Regions from separate parts of the Sus scrofa genome. Here regions 2, 3 and 4 are each linked to region 1. A link is a contact called in public promoter capture Hi-C data. All regions are on one chromosome and are shown on one strand. Each heading gives the region's core, a stretch centred on a gene start, on an enhancer-like site or on the middle of the called end of the contact. The rest is flanking DNA. Distances are from core to core; before and after follow the strand shown.

What was found. Promoter capture Hi-C pulls out the DNA fragments that hold promoters and counts their contacts.
Region 2: a promoter capture Hi-C map of fetal liver shows a contact between it and region 1, with 2.7 times the contacts expected there. The contact joins the promoter of PTPA here to the promoter of DOLK in region 1. A contact is called at or near these places in 2 of 5 promoter capture datasets (fetal liver and liver) and 1 of 2 datasets of contacts at active chromatin or transcription factors (alveolar macrophages).
Region 3: a contact with region 1 is called in a promoter capture Hi-C map of fetal skeletal muscle, with 4 times the contacts expected there. The contact joins the promoter of ZDHHC12 here to the promoter of DOLK in region 1. A contact is called at or near these places in 1 of 5 promoter capture datasets (fetal skeletal muscle) and 5 of 47 Hi-C or Micro-C datasets (embryonic fibroblasts, epiblast stem cells, mesenteric adipose tissue and 2 more).
Region 4: a promoter capture Hi-C map of liver shows a contact between it and region 1, with 4 times the contacts expected there. The contact joins the promoter of WDR34 here to the promoter of DOLK in region 1. A contact is called at or near these places in 3 of 5 promoter capture datasets (fetal skeletal muscle and liver), 15 of 47 Hi-C or Micro-C datasets (alveolar macrophages, blood, embryonic fibroblasts and 10 more) and 2 of 2 datasets of contacts at active chromatin or transcription factors (alveolar macrophages and skeletal muscle).

What each region holds. Positions count from the first base shown.
Region 1 is chr1:269,257,888-269,260,925 of Sscrofa11.1, reverse strand. DOLK (dolichol kinase) reads left to right here and starts at 1,442. Exons shown (of 1, transcript XM_001928919.5): 1 at 1,442-3,038. The coding sequence starts at 1,770. It overlaps NUP188 (nucleoporin NUP188 homolog), which reads right to left and starts at 1,430. Exons shown (of 43, transcript XM_021069837.1): 1 at 1,332-1,430. The coding sequence starts at 1,363.
Region 2 is chr1:269,399,863-269,403,214 of Sscrofa11.1, reverse strand. It overlaps PTPA (serine/threonine-protein phosphatase 2A activator), which reads right to left and starts at 1,439. Exons shown (of 10, transcript XM_001926077.6): 1 at 1,129-1,439. The coding sequence starts at 1,159. It overlaps CRAT (carnitine O-acetyltransferase), which reads left to right and starts at 1,973. Exons shown (of 14, transcript NM_001113047.1): 1 at 1,973-2,119. The coding sequence starts at 2,093.
Region 3 is chr1:269,083,536-269,086,515 of Sscrofa11.1, reverse strand. It overlaps ZDHHC12 (probable palmitoyltransferase ZDHHC12), which reads left to right and starts at 1,663. Exons shown (of 5, transcript XM_021069717.1): 1 at 1,663-1,809. The coding sequence starts at 1,710.
Region 4 is chr1:269,029,639-269,032,815 of Sscrofa11.1, reverse strand. WDR34 (WD repeat-containing protein 34) reads left to right here and starts at 1,838. Exons shown (of 9, transcript XM_005660487.3): 1 at 1,838-2,492. The coding sequence starts at 2,307.

The DNA.
Region 1 (3,038 bases), core at 193-2,692:
TCCCTCTCCTTGCCCTCTCTTTCACTGAAGAACGCGCCTGGCCCTGCAGGAGCTGACCTTTACCCAAGCTCCACAAGGACTGTAAGACAAGCCTAAAAAAAGGAGAGCACAGCGACCACAATGCTGCCCGATACAAGAGCTGACATGAAAAACAGCGGAGGAGAAAAACACAAACTGCTCCAGAAATAGTTCGATGGAAATTCCAGAGAAGAGAAATCTCACTTGAAACTTTACATGATTAAAAAGTATCATCACAATGGAAAAAAAAAAAAAAAAGTCACTTGAGCAGAGAGGCGCAGGAAGTCGTACAGAGAACAAGGGCAATACTTGTCATAAATATTTACTCAGAGCCTATTCCATGCTCTTCGGAGTGTTGAGTAGTAGTGAAAAGCCAAAAAAAGTAGCGAAACACTGCAGGCACAGGGAAGAAGTGACAAGGGGACGGTTAGCCGGGAGGGTGGCCGCGAGAATGGAAGCCGCTTCGAGCTGTAAGTGGAAGATGGAAGTGTGGCGATCTGGTTACAGATCCAGAGGCAGACACACGCCTGTTCGAAGCCTCACCGGACCCCTCCGCCAGTTCTGAGTTGGGTCTATGAGTCATCTATCCGTAAAACACAAGGTGCCGCTCGGAGTCGTGGGAGTTCAAGGAGATAAAGCCATGGAAAAGAACGCGCCTCGCCAGCCCGGCGCTGGTATCGCTCCAGAAGTAAGAACTGTCTCTTTCTTTTGAGTATTTTATCTTCCCGTCCCCAAAGCCCAGTACAGTGCGTGGGGTGTCCGCTGACGGAATCAATACAGGAGAAAATGAATAGATGGATGAATGAAAGGCTGGGCGGCCCAAGAGGGCAGAAACTGCAGGAACGTGGCTCGGCGACGCCCGAAACAGACCTTCCATGGAGAGCACATGCGGGACCCTGGGGAGCGCCGCCGGGAAGGGCCCAGGAGGCTGCGGCGGGGACGGGGTGGGGGCTCCCCGGGCGACCGCGAAGCGCCCCGTCGCGCCTCGAGGGAGCGTCACGCCAGCCAGGAAGCGGGAGGGGGGCGCCGAGGGACGCGCCACGGGGAGAGGGGAAGAAGGGAAAGGAACCGGAGACCGGAGGCGGGCGCCGAGGGAAGGGGTAAGGCACCGGCCCCCTCTCCGAGAAGTCGCTTCAGATGCCCGCGCGCCGAGACCGTTTGGCCGTAACCGCCTCCATCCCGGCGCCCGTCCGCCTAGCCGGCCTTCGCCCCGCCACTGCCGCTACATCGTGCCCTCAAATCCCGCCCCGCTTCCGGCTCGGATTCGACCCGGCGCCTAACAGCCACCCCCGCTGACTCGGCCCGCTCCGCACCTCACACACGGCCCGGTGGCGGCCGCCGCCATCTTCGCGCGCGCGCGCCCTAGCCCCGCCCCCAGACGCCGCGCCCACGTGACCGCTCGCCTCCGGGGCGTGGACGGGGCTTTTCGTCACGTGACGGCGGGCGGGGCCAACATGGCGTGGCCCGGAGCGGTGAGGACTCCCGGGCGAGGGCGGTCGAGTCAGTGAGGGAGTCGGTGGAGGAGCGACACCTACGCTTGAGGTGGGAGACGTTGGAGCGTGACCTGACGCCAGCTCCTTGCCTGCACAGAGTGATCATTCAGTGGCGCTTCCCTTCTGGCAGCAGGAGAGCGGATAGAGAACGTGCTGGCTGGGTGAAGCTACCGCTCTGTGCCTGGCGAGGATTGAGGAGCCCAGAATCCAAGGCATCTCCAGTCACCCGGGTTTCCCCGGGGTCCCAGATCTAGAGACATGACCCGAGAGTGCGCTCCTCCGGCCTCTGGGTCCGGGGCTCCGCTGAGCGGGTCCGTGCTGGCAGAGGCAGCGGTGGTGTTCATAGTGGTACTGAGCATCCACGCAGCAGTGTGGGATCGGTACTCGTGGTGCGCCGTGGCCCTCGCCGTGCAGGCCTTCTACGTCCAATACAAGTGGGACCGACTGCTACAGCAGGGAAGCGCGGTCTTCCAGTTCCGAATGTCCGCAAACAGTGGCCTCCTGCCCGCTTCGGTGGTCATGCCTTTGCTCGGACTGGTTATGAAGGAGCGCTGCCAGGCTGCGGGGAACCCATACTTTGAGCGCTTTGGAATTGTGGTGGCGGCCACTGGCATGGCAGTGGCCCTCTTCTCGTCAGTATTGGCTCTGGGCATCACTCGCCCGGTGCCCACCAACACCTGTGTCATCTCGGGCTTGGCTGGAGGTGTCATCATTTATATCATGAAGCACTCTCTGAGTGTAGGCGAGGTGATAGAGGTCCTGGAGGTCCTGCTGATCTTCGTCTACCTCAACATGATCCTGCTGTACCTGTTGCCCCGCTGCTTCACCCCTGGAGAGGCTCTGCTGGTATTGGGTGGCATCAGCTTCATGCTCAACCAGCTCATTAAGCGGTCTCTGACTGTGGTGGAAAGCCAGGGAGACCCCTTGGACTTCTTCCTGCTGGTGGTGGTGGTAGGGATGGTGCTCATGGGCATCTTCTTCAGCACCCTCTTTGTTTTCATGGATTCAGGCACCTGGGCCTCCTCCATCTTCTTCCACCTCATGACCTGTGTGCTGGGCCTTGGCGTGGTCCTGCCCTGGCTTCACCGGCTCATCCGCAGGAATCCCCTGCTCTGGCTTTTTCAGTTCCTCTTCCAGACGGAGACCCGAGTCTACCTCCTGGCCTACTGGTCTCTGCTGGCCACCTTGGCCTGCCTGGTGGTGCTATACCAGAATGCCAAGCGGTCATCTTCTGAGTCCAAGAAGCACCAGGCCCCCACCATTGCTCGGAAGTATTTCCACTTCATTGTGGTAGCCACCTACATCCCAGGTATCATCTTTGACCGGCCACTGCTCTACGTGGCCGCCACCGTGTGTCTGGCGGTCTTCATCTTCCTGGAGTACGTGCGCTACTTCCGCATCAAGCCCCTGGGCCACACGCTTCGGAGCCTCCTGTCCCTATTCCTGGATGAACGAGACAGTGGACCGCTCATCCTGACCCACATCTATCTGCTGCTAGGCATGTCTCTTCCCATTTGGCTAGTCCCC
Region 2 (3,352 bases), core at 190-2,689, 140 kb before region 1:
GTCTCTGTCCTGAGACCTTCCCAGGGATCACAAAAGGTGAGACACAGAAGGAATATTGAATGGTTTCAAAACATTAGGTGTTTTTGAAATAGCTGTTTGACCAACCTATCTGCAACCTCTTTAAACATTAGCTACCAAAAGAAATTTTTTTAAAAAGTTATCTACTATCAGTCCTTCTAGCTCAAGTTAGGGTGGCAAGAGTGGTCAGCAAACTTCCTTCCATTTCCCCAAGTTTCCGCTCTAGGAGAATCGTTCCCCAAGCTTCTGCTGTGGGGCAACAGACTCGAAACGTGTAGGAAGTGCTGGCACGTAGGTTCCATCCCCAGCCTGGCACAGTGCCTTAAGGATCCCGCGTTGACACAGCTGCGGCTTGGGCCGCAACTGCGGCTTGGATCTGATCCCTGGCCCAGGAACTCCATAGGCTGCCAGGCGGCCAAAAAAAAAAAGAGAGAGAGAGACAGAGAGAGAAAATCCTTTCCCTGGCCGCTCCATCCCAGCTATTTGAGATGAATTAAAAAGAAACCTCGGTGTAAATAAAAGTTACAGATGGTGAGACCAGAAAGAGACTCAGCTCCTTGCACAACCAGTCTTTCTAAATTAATAGTTTAGACGATCCAGGGCAGTAACTTCTTGGTAACTTCTCAGCCCCTGAATCTCCGGTGCCAGGCCTCCGAGGAGGAGAGGGGAGATGAAAGAGGGGTGGTCAGGGAGTCGGGGAGGCGGGAAAGGGGGTCCGGGCAGGCCCAGGCCCAAGGAGCACCAGGGTCTAATAAAGACAGCAGCCCCCACCCCCGACAGCTTCCCCACTGGGTCAAGAGCTGACAAACACGCGCAGCCCAGACGTGGAAAAGGCCACCGGACCGTCCACCCGACCCTCGGGCGGCTCAAGCTCCCCAAGTCCTGGTATTGCGCCCCTCCCAGCACCCCTTTTGCAGCCCTGGGTTCCTGCCCCCCACCTCCAGGTCCCCCCAGCCCTTCCCCCTCGGGGCCCCAAGAGCGTCGCTCATCTCTCTCAACCGTCGGGCTGCAGAGCCCCCCACCCCCCACGCCATCCCCGCCCCCAGACCCAGCACCGCCCCCGCGTCCCCGCGCCCCCACCCCGCAGCGGCCCGGCCCGTCCCGTCCTACCTGGCGGCGACTGCCGCTCGCCCTCAGCCATCTTCCGCCCGCCAGGAGCCGGCCCGGATGCCTGCAGTCCCCTCTCGCCTTTCACCCCCGCACCTTCCCTGCCCTTCCCGGGCTCCCCTACGCGCTCCGAGCTTTCTGAAGAGAAACGAGCACTGGCTGGCTAGAACCGAAAACCGAGAATTAAAGTCACCCCAGCGAAGACGACCGCCATGTTGGTGCGGGGCACCCAGGGAGCATGCCCAGCAACGGCCGGCTCGCGGCGGTCGCGCTCACTCCGAGGCGGCGGCCATGTTGGTGCGGGGCACCCAGGGAGCATGCGCACCGACGGCCGGCTCGCGGCCCGACGCGCCAACTGCCTGCCGGGAGGGCCCTGGGAGCGCGGCAGCCATGCTTTTGCGGGGCGGTCCCCACCTGTCATCTCGGAGCGTGGCTCTGACCCAATCCCGAGGACTAGTGGAAGACAGTCTCCTGTCGGTATGGTTGTGTTTTCCTAGCACTTTGAGAGCAGCGCTCAAGGACACCAAAGGGACTGAGAGGGGTGCACACCGCTGCCTCCAACAATTTGGACGGCTCATGGAGGCGGGAAAGGGCAAGGTGGACGGCGGGCGCCGCTGTGCGCCTCTTGGGTTCCACCGCCTAGCGGTGAACCCACCTGCAGGGGGCCCGGGCCCCGCCCCCGGCGCCGCCCCCGGCCCCGCCTCCCGGGCCGCCCAGCGCTCGCGGCTAGAGGTCGGCGTTCGCCGCCCGCCGAAGGCCCCGCCCCAAGAGTCCGCCTCCCGCGGGCCGCCTGCCGGCCGCCGCCCGGCGGGGTGGGTGGGCGCGGGGCCGCTTCTACCCGCCGGCGGTGGTGACTCGGCGATCTTGGACCGGAAGGGTCTAGTGGGGACCCACCTACAGCCGCGGCGCGGACTTTGACCAGCGCCTGGGGAGGAGCGGACAGTGTGTCCCTGGGCAGGCCGCCGAGATGTTATCCTTCGCTGCCAGGACCGTGGTGAGTGCGGCGGGGAAACCGGCCTGGTGGACCATGGACGGGACGGGTGGGCCGCGGGCCGAGCCACCCGCGCAGCTGCGCCGGAAAGGGGAGGACACAGGCCGTAGAGGCGACGCGGCCCAGCGGCCGCGGTCCAGTCCGGCCAGCAGCTGCTGGGAAGGGGTCAGCAGGTGGATTAATCCCGTCTGGCAGAGGGAGAGACTGAGGCTCAAGGTCAGAGGCTGGATCGAACCCACACTTTGTGGCGCTAAATTTCAATGACCCGGAAAAGATAACGCCCTGGCCTCAGGCAGCACCTCCACCCGTAGCCAAGGAACCGAGAGAGACCAGGAGTGTCTCTCAGAGATTATTCTCTCACTCACTCACTCACCTGTCCCATGCTCAGCCTGAGCCATTTCTTCCCGGCCAGAGCCACTTCTCCAACTCCCTGCAGTTAGTCACCTTCCCTGGGCTTATCAAACGGCCCCTGGGGAATTGTGTGTGGTCAGAGACACTCCACTGAAGGCATCAAGCTGGGCTGCTCAGAAAGTCCTCCCAACTGGCAGAGGGCGGCAGGTGGCAGCCCCATTCCCCCCCCCCCCCCGCGTGCCACCAGTCTCTTCCTCAACTTGACTTACAGCTACATCCCCCCATCCCTCCGCCCGCCCCCCATCTTCCCAGAGGGCAGCTTGGAGCAGGTGTTGCTGCTGATTCGGATCTCTTTCCTCTCTGCTCCAAGCATATCTCTGTCTGTGTCCCCTTCTATGCCAAGAAGAATGTTTGGCCTCTGCCAGGCCCAGAGGCTCTTGAGATCTTCCAGGATCTTCTAGAGCTCCCCCTTACACCTGCCACCTGATCTGTGTCCACAGCCTCTAGGTCATCTCCCAGGACCTGCTATGTGGCCTGATCTCTTTACTGCCAGGAAAACTGAGGCAAGGAGAGACTTGGCCAGAATCCCTTGGATCTGTTGTCTCCAATCTAGCCCAATCCCAAAACTAGCGTCCTTGATGGATTTTTAATGCCCAAAGTCCTCTCTTTTTTGCGGGGGGGGGGGGGCATGCCTGCAGCATGTGAAATTTCCACACCAGTGATTGAATCCTCAACACAGCATTAACCCAAGCCCCTGCAGTGACAGCGCCGGATCCTTAGAGAACTCCCAAAGTTCTCTGCCCTTGCCTGCCCCCCGCAGCTGATTGAGCCACAGCTCAAGAGAACCAGGCTTTGCTGGGAGGATGGCCCGGAAGGGCCCCAGGA
Region 3 (2,980 bases), core at 414-2,913, 170 kb after region 1:
GGATCTAGGGGCCCAATGTTGTTAAGACTGCCTCTTGCTCCCTCTTTCTGTGCCGCTTATCTCTGTGGCTCTTACAATTGGCATCCTTCTCTCCTGCCAGAGTTTCTCTCCACACAGCATAAAGCCAGCTGCCAATCGCCATTATATCCTATTCCTTATTCTTGAGATCCAAAAGAATGCCCCTTTCACGATGCACAGTTTTTGAAGGCAAGAGCCCTGCTCTGTCCCCCTATGCCTGGCAAAGAAATAGAGCTATTCTTTTCTCCTTCAAAACAAAAAAGAATGCCCCTTTCTCTCTCAGCATCTATAGAAGAGTCTCATGGAATGATTTTGATTAGGACCAATCACTGGGGATAATGAGATGGAAACCATATTTGGCATTCTGACATGCGCACTCTGCATCCCACCACCCGATGGAGTGAGGGAAACGGTTTCTCCAAAACCACACTGGATATGAAAGGGAGGTTGAGTTGACAAAAACAGCAAATGTCAGAAAAGTATCCTGCCTTGGTGGGGGCGGGGGGTGTGTGACAATCTGATGGAGAAAGATCCATCTTCCTGGACCTTCTCTGACACCTGGACTGGTGTCAGAGGGAGGAAGATGGGGGAAGGCCCTAGGGACCTCTCGGTGCAGTGTGAGCAGTGAATGATGAGGTTTCATGGCAGACAGCCTGATGCCTTGGGTTGAGCAAGTCAGGAGGGTGTGGGTGCTGCCTTAGAGTGGGGGAGACAGGATGGTCTTCGACTAGACACCATATTCCATTCTGTGATGCTCCAGCCACATCAGCGGGGGCACCATTATCATTCCCACTGCACAGACAGACAACAGAGCTTCGAGTGGTTTCAGTAATTTGCCCAAGCAAATTATAAACGGATAGGAAGAGGCAGTGCTGGAATTTCTTCTTTTTTTCTTTCTTTTCTTTTAAATTATTTTATAGCCACACCAGCAGCATGTGGAACTTCCTAGGCCAGGAATTGAATCCGAGATGCAGCTGTGACCTATGCCACAGCTGCCACAAGGTTGGATCCTTTAACCCACTCCAGGGGTAGGGGATGGAACCTGCGCCTCCACAGCAACCCGAGGCGCTGCAGTCGGGTTCTTACACGATGCCACAGCGGGAACTCCAATGCTCTGGTATTTCTGGCCCTGACCCAAGTTGGGCCTCTCATAGAATCGACACCAGGGACCTCCACTCTGCTCTCACCCATTTGCAACATCTGACGACGAATAGGGTGTCACTAAGGGGCACCAGTGGGCGACTCCTGCCCCCCTCAAGGTCTTGCTCATCACATCTTTCAACGGGACACAATTCTGCAACCTGGAGACACAATACCTGGAGATTTGAAGCGCCCAGGGAGCCGCACGCCTGCATGAGACTGTGGAATTTGGGCGGGTGGTGGAAGTCCAGTAGGATGGGATGAAGCCTCGCGACTACTCGGCTTTCGAAACTTACCTGGCTGGTGGGGGCGGGGGGGGGTTGGGGGAGTTACCGGCTGCGCGCGCGCCGGCCCCGCCCTCAGCCTCTCCAGGCACCTGTTGGCTCGAGGGCTTATTCGGCTGCAGCCGTTGCCCAATAGGTAGCCTCTCTAACCCACGACGGCCCCGCCCACCGCCCGGATCAGCCAATCCCTGGGTAACCGGGGGCCTTCTCGCTCGGAGGGCCCGCCCCTCTGGGCGCTTCTTCCGGGTGGGGCCCCGGGCCGAGGCCATGGCGCCCTGGGCGCTCCTCAGCCCTGGGGTCCTGGTGCGGACCGGGCACACCGTGCTGACCTGGGGGATCACGCTGGTGCTGTTCCTGCATGATACCGGTGAGCCGGACCCCGCGCGACCCCGGACCTACCCTATCCCGCGTGGTTCCCCTGACGTTTGAGTCTCACTGAGTCCCCTGCCGAAACCGAGATCCTGGGATTCACCCGGTCTCTTCCAGCTCCTGAGGCTCCCTCCCCATCTCTCATTCCTAGAGCCACCTACTTTCCGCCTAATACCCAGGTGATCCCTAACTAACCCCAGAATCATCCTGATCCCTGCCGGATACCCTGTCTATTCCAGGACCCACCCGGTGCCCACCAGATCCGGCCTCATCTCCTACCCACCGCCCAACCCTTCCTAGGAATTGACTCCCAAAATTCCAAGGATCAACTAGGTGAAGGACTGGCCTCCTGCTCACGCCCGTGGTCACTAGCTGCCCAAGTCCAGGCTCCCCGACCTCAGGCAAGAGAACACCCCACAGGAGAGCAGCCTGCCCCCCATGTCCTCATTCTTGATTGGTCCCCTGATGGCACTCATTCACCCACGGACCCACTCCCACCCTTACCTGCCACAGGCCAGCTCCCCCTCAAGTTCTCACCCTTCCTCACTACCACCACCACTCCCACCACACCCCAACTCCTCCTTCCTTGCTCCAGCCTAAACCCCTGGACCTGGGGCATTCCTCCCAAGACCTTCTCAGGTCTCCTCCGCTGCCTTCACCCTTTAGTCTAAAAACCTGCTCTGTCTCCCCATGCGATCCCCCTTCCTTCTCCTTCTCTGCTCCCTTTTACAACCAAGGGGCACCAGAGTTGTCCATACTCTGCTCTGGCTGTCTCCTGACCCTCCCTCCTCAGCGCCCCTATCTCTGCCAAACCTTCAGTCACCTCCATGGGCTGGATCCTTCCCAACCTGGGCTCCCCTGTTAACCCCCTGCAGCATCCAAGCCTTGTGGCCCCGCCCCCCTCTATCTCTGTCTGGGGCATCTCAGACCCACCCGTCTCTCCCCATCTCAGAGACAAACCCCTTGGACCTCTTTCCCGAACTCTCCCACACATCCAGTCAAGTCTGGCCCCTTCACCCCCTTACTGCCTCCTGTCCATCTCTCCTTCTCCACCCATCCTGCCCTTGCTTTGTCCAACCCCCCTGGGTAGGCCTCCAGGCTTCCCCTCTGATCCATCTTTACTCCAGCAGGAAGAGGGGGGTGCTTTCAGAAACAGATCTATTGTCAAT
Region 4 (3,177 bases), core at 589-3,088, 230 kb after region 1:
GCAGGTTAAAGATCCAGCGTTGTCACTGCTGTGGTGGGGTTTGATCCGTGGCCCTGGGAACTTTTGCTTACATGCCACAGGCCCAGCCAAAAAATAAAAATAAAAAAGGAAAAAGATACATATATTGTTATAAAAATAGGATAAGATGCAATGTACATAAATTGGATTTTATAAAAGCTTTACTATGCTGCAAACATTTTGCCACATTTAAAGAGCAGTGTAACAACACTCTTAATGGCCACCTGAGATTCTAATACCATGTATTAGAAAAACTCAACCAAAGGCTCAGTGTCCATTCTTTCTCAAATATTTAGTGAACACCTGTTGTGTGCCATGACTTTGCTTAGAAATTTAGGCTGACTGCAGAATCTTGCTGTTATCATAGTAATACTACTGTAAATGAATAATTGCTGAATATCCTTGGGTCTCAATGTCTGTGCAAATCTGTAATTGTTTTTATTTTATTATTACTATTATTATTTTTTGTCTTTTTGCCTTTTCTAGGGCTGTTCCTGTGGCACATGGAGGTTCCCAGGCTAGGGGTCTAATTGGAGCTGTAGCCACTGGCCTACACCAGAGCCACAGCAACGCCGGATCTGAGCCGTGTCTGCAACCCACACCACAGCTAATGATAACACCAGATCCTTCACCCACTGAGCAAGGCCAGGGCTCGAACCCACAACCTCATGGTTCCTAGTTGGATTCATTAACCACTGTGCCATGATGGGAACTCCTGAAGCTGTTATTGTTGATTCAGGAAAAATTCCCAGAAGTAAGATTTCTAGATTAAAGAGGAGGCTCACTTTAATGTCAAATTACAGTCCAGTTTGTTAGATTTTGCCTATTTTCACTCATACTTACTTCCTGTGTTGAGCTTCCTAATAATATCCATTACTTTCTCTACTTCCTCCTAAACCCTCTGCAGGCTGGCTTTTGTTCCCACAACTCTACTGAAATTGTTTGGGGCACTGAATACCTGGGACTATCCTTCTCTTCTTGAAATATTCTCCTTCCTTTATCAGGTAAAGCAGGTCCTACTGGCCTTAGCCTTTTGCAGTCTCATTTTATGTCTAGGAAACCAAGGCCCAAAGAGGTACCAAGTCTATTAAAGGGACAAAGCACTGGTCAGGCTTCAAATCCAGGCATTCTGACTCCTACAGCCTTGAACTTCTTTTCTGAGTATGATTTTTGGAATTCTTGGTGGTGTTTGCAAATTTTTCTGTTAAGAGGGCCTCACAAGGAGAATTCTATCTGGTTCCATTTTATTTTTAGGAAGAAATTCCTGTTGCGTTCCATGCCTCCTCTCCCACTGCCCCCCCATCCCTAATCTAATCAGTCCTCAAGGCCTTGGCTGGAAAAAGGTCCTGATGAGAACTCAGTGCTGAAGTGGTGCAGAGGGGCCTCTGATTGGGCAGATTTACAACCCTCTGAGAGTTTAGGGATAGGAGGAAAGTGGCCCAGAGGACCTGGCCGGAGGACTCTTGCTAGGAGTCTCAGAATAGGGCCTTGGGCCAAGCAGCTGCCCCCGAGATCTTGGGCAAATACGATGTAGCTGATCTGGAGCAGTTACTTTTCTGACCATCAACCACCCTCATGGGACATGTAACAGCTGATTCTTCATAGAGTTAGTTTGAGGAGTTATTAGGATCAACATACAGAAAACTGTGGACTCGACCTGCTACATGATAAACACTCAATAATGGGGTAGTTGTTCGGGTCTTTAATTTTGGCTTAAGCATTTTTCTATATCCGACCTCATCTGGGCCTTTCAACTACGCAACCACACTCTGGATCTACATGTGGACATTTAAAATCGCCATTTTATTGAGGCAGAAAATGGTAAGAGGGAGACCACTTGGCTTTGAGGTGGCCGCCAACTGGAGCCATGGGGTCGTAGGGCTCTGCTGGAGCATCCGGCTGCACTGCCAGCACTGCACCTCTAAGTCCGCAACTCTCCAGCCCGCCGCGGCCGCAGACTCCCGCCCTCGTCTCTGCGCCTGGCCGCCCAGCGCCATCTTTGAAGCTGGCACTTGCGCCCTGCATCCGCACTTCCCGTCCCCCTTCTCCAGAGCAGCTGCGCATGCCCTAAGCGTGCTCCCTCTGGAGTTGGAGAATGCAAAAGTAGTACTGCTTGTCGCATCGTCGGAAAAGAGTCATTTATCTTTTCTTCTCGGGTCTTGGAAGGAGGCGCTCTGACAAATTCAAAAATGGCGCCGATAGCCTCATCTCCTCAGTCTTCCGCTCTGGAGGCGCAGGGACGAAGGTCGCGGCGGAGTGCGCCGGCGTAAGGAGGCGGGGCCGTCTCCATGGCAACCTGCGCGCTGAGAGGGCAACTCTTCCCGGCGGGAAGGGCGGGTGCTGAGGCGCTGGCGACCCGCGGGATTGCGAGTCCCGAGGGGCCCGAGCGGCCCGGGCCGCTGCAGGACGAGACCCTGGGCGTAGCGTCGGTGCCTTCGCAGTGGAGGACCGTCCAGGGCATCCGCGGGGAGACGGTGAGGGCGCGGGCTCCGCTCGGGGGGACGCGGGCGGGAGGGTGAGGGATGGCGCGCGGCCACCAGGCCAGGTTCTCGGGTCCCACCGTTTAATTTTTACATTTTAATGCACAGAAACTAACTCTTGGGATGCTCTGTCCCAATTTCCCCAGTCTTTGACTACCAACAGAAAGGGTTTTTCTTTAAAAACCTCTAAAGACCCCACTTTGTGGAGGTCTTTGTGTGAACTGCAGTTTTTAGGCATTTCAGACTGACTTTCACTTAGTAAAATGCCCGAGCTGCATCTTAAGGTCGAGATACGCCGGCTTTCGAGTACGTAGTTGGACCCAAAGCACACAGACGAGATTGTCTGAGATGAGGGCAGGGCTTCTGAGGGGTCTGGGTGTAGGTTTTGTAGGTGTGGAGAGACTTGTTCTGGCGCTGATGATTCATCAGTCGACAGTGCTGGAGCTCCGTCCTGGAGCCGTAGTTTTGCAGGGGACAGAAAATAAACAATGTCCGTTATAAATAAATTGCAGCGTGTGTTAGAGGCAGTAGTGCCATGGACAAAGGGAAAAGGGTGCGGGATTAGAAAGACCGGGTTGGGGATTTGAGGGTGGGCTGCAGGGCGGGCCTCCCTGAGAGGGTGATGTTTCAACAACAATTTGGAGGAGCGAGAGATTTAGCCAAGTGGATACCTGAGTTA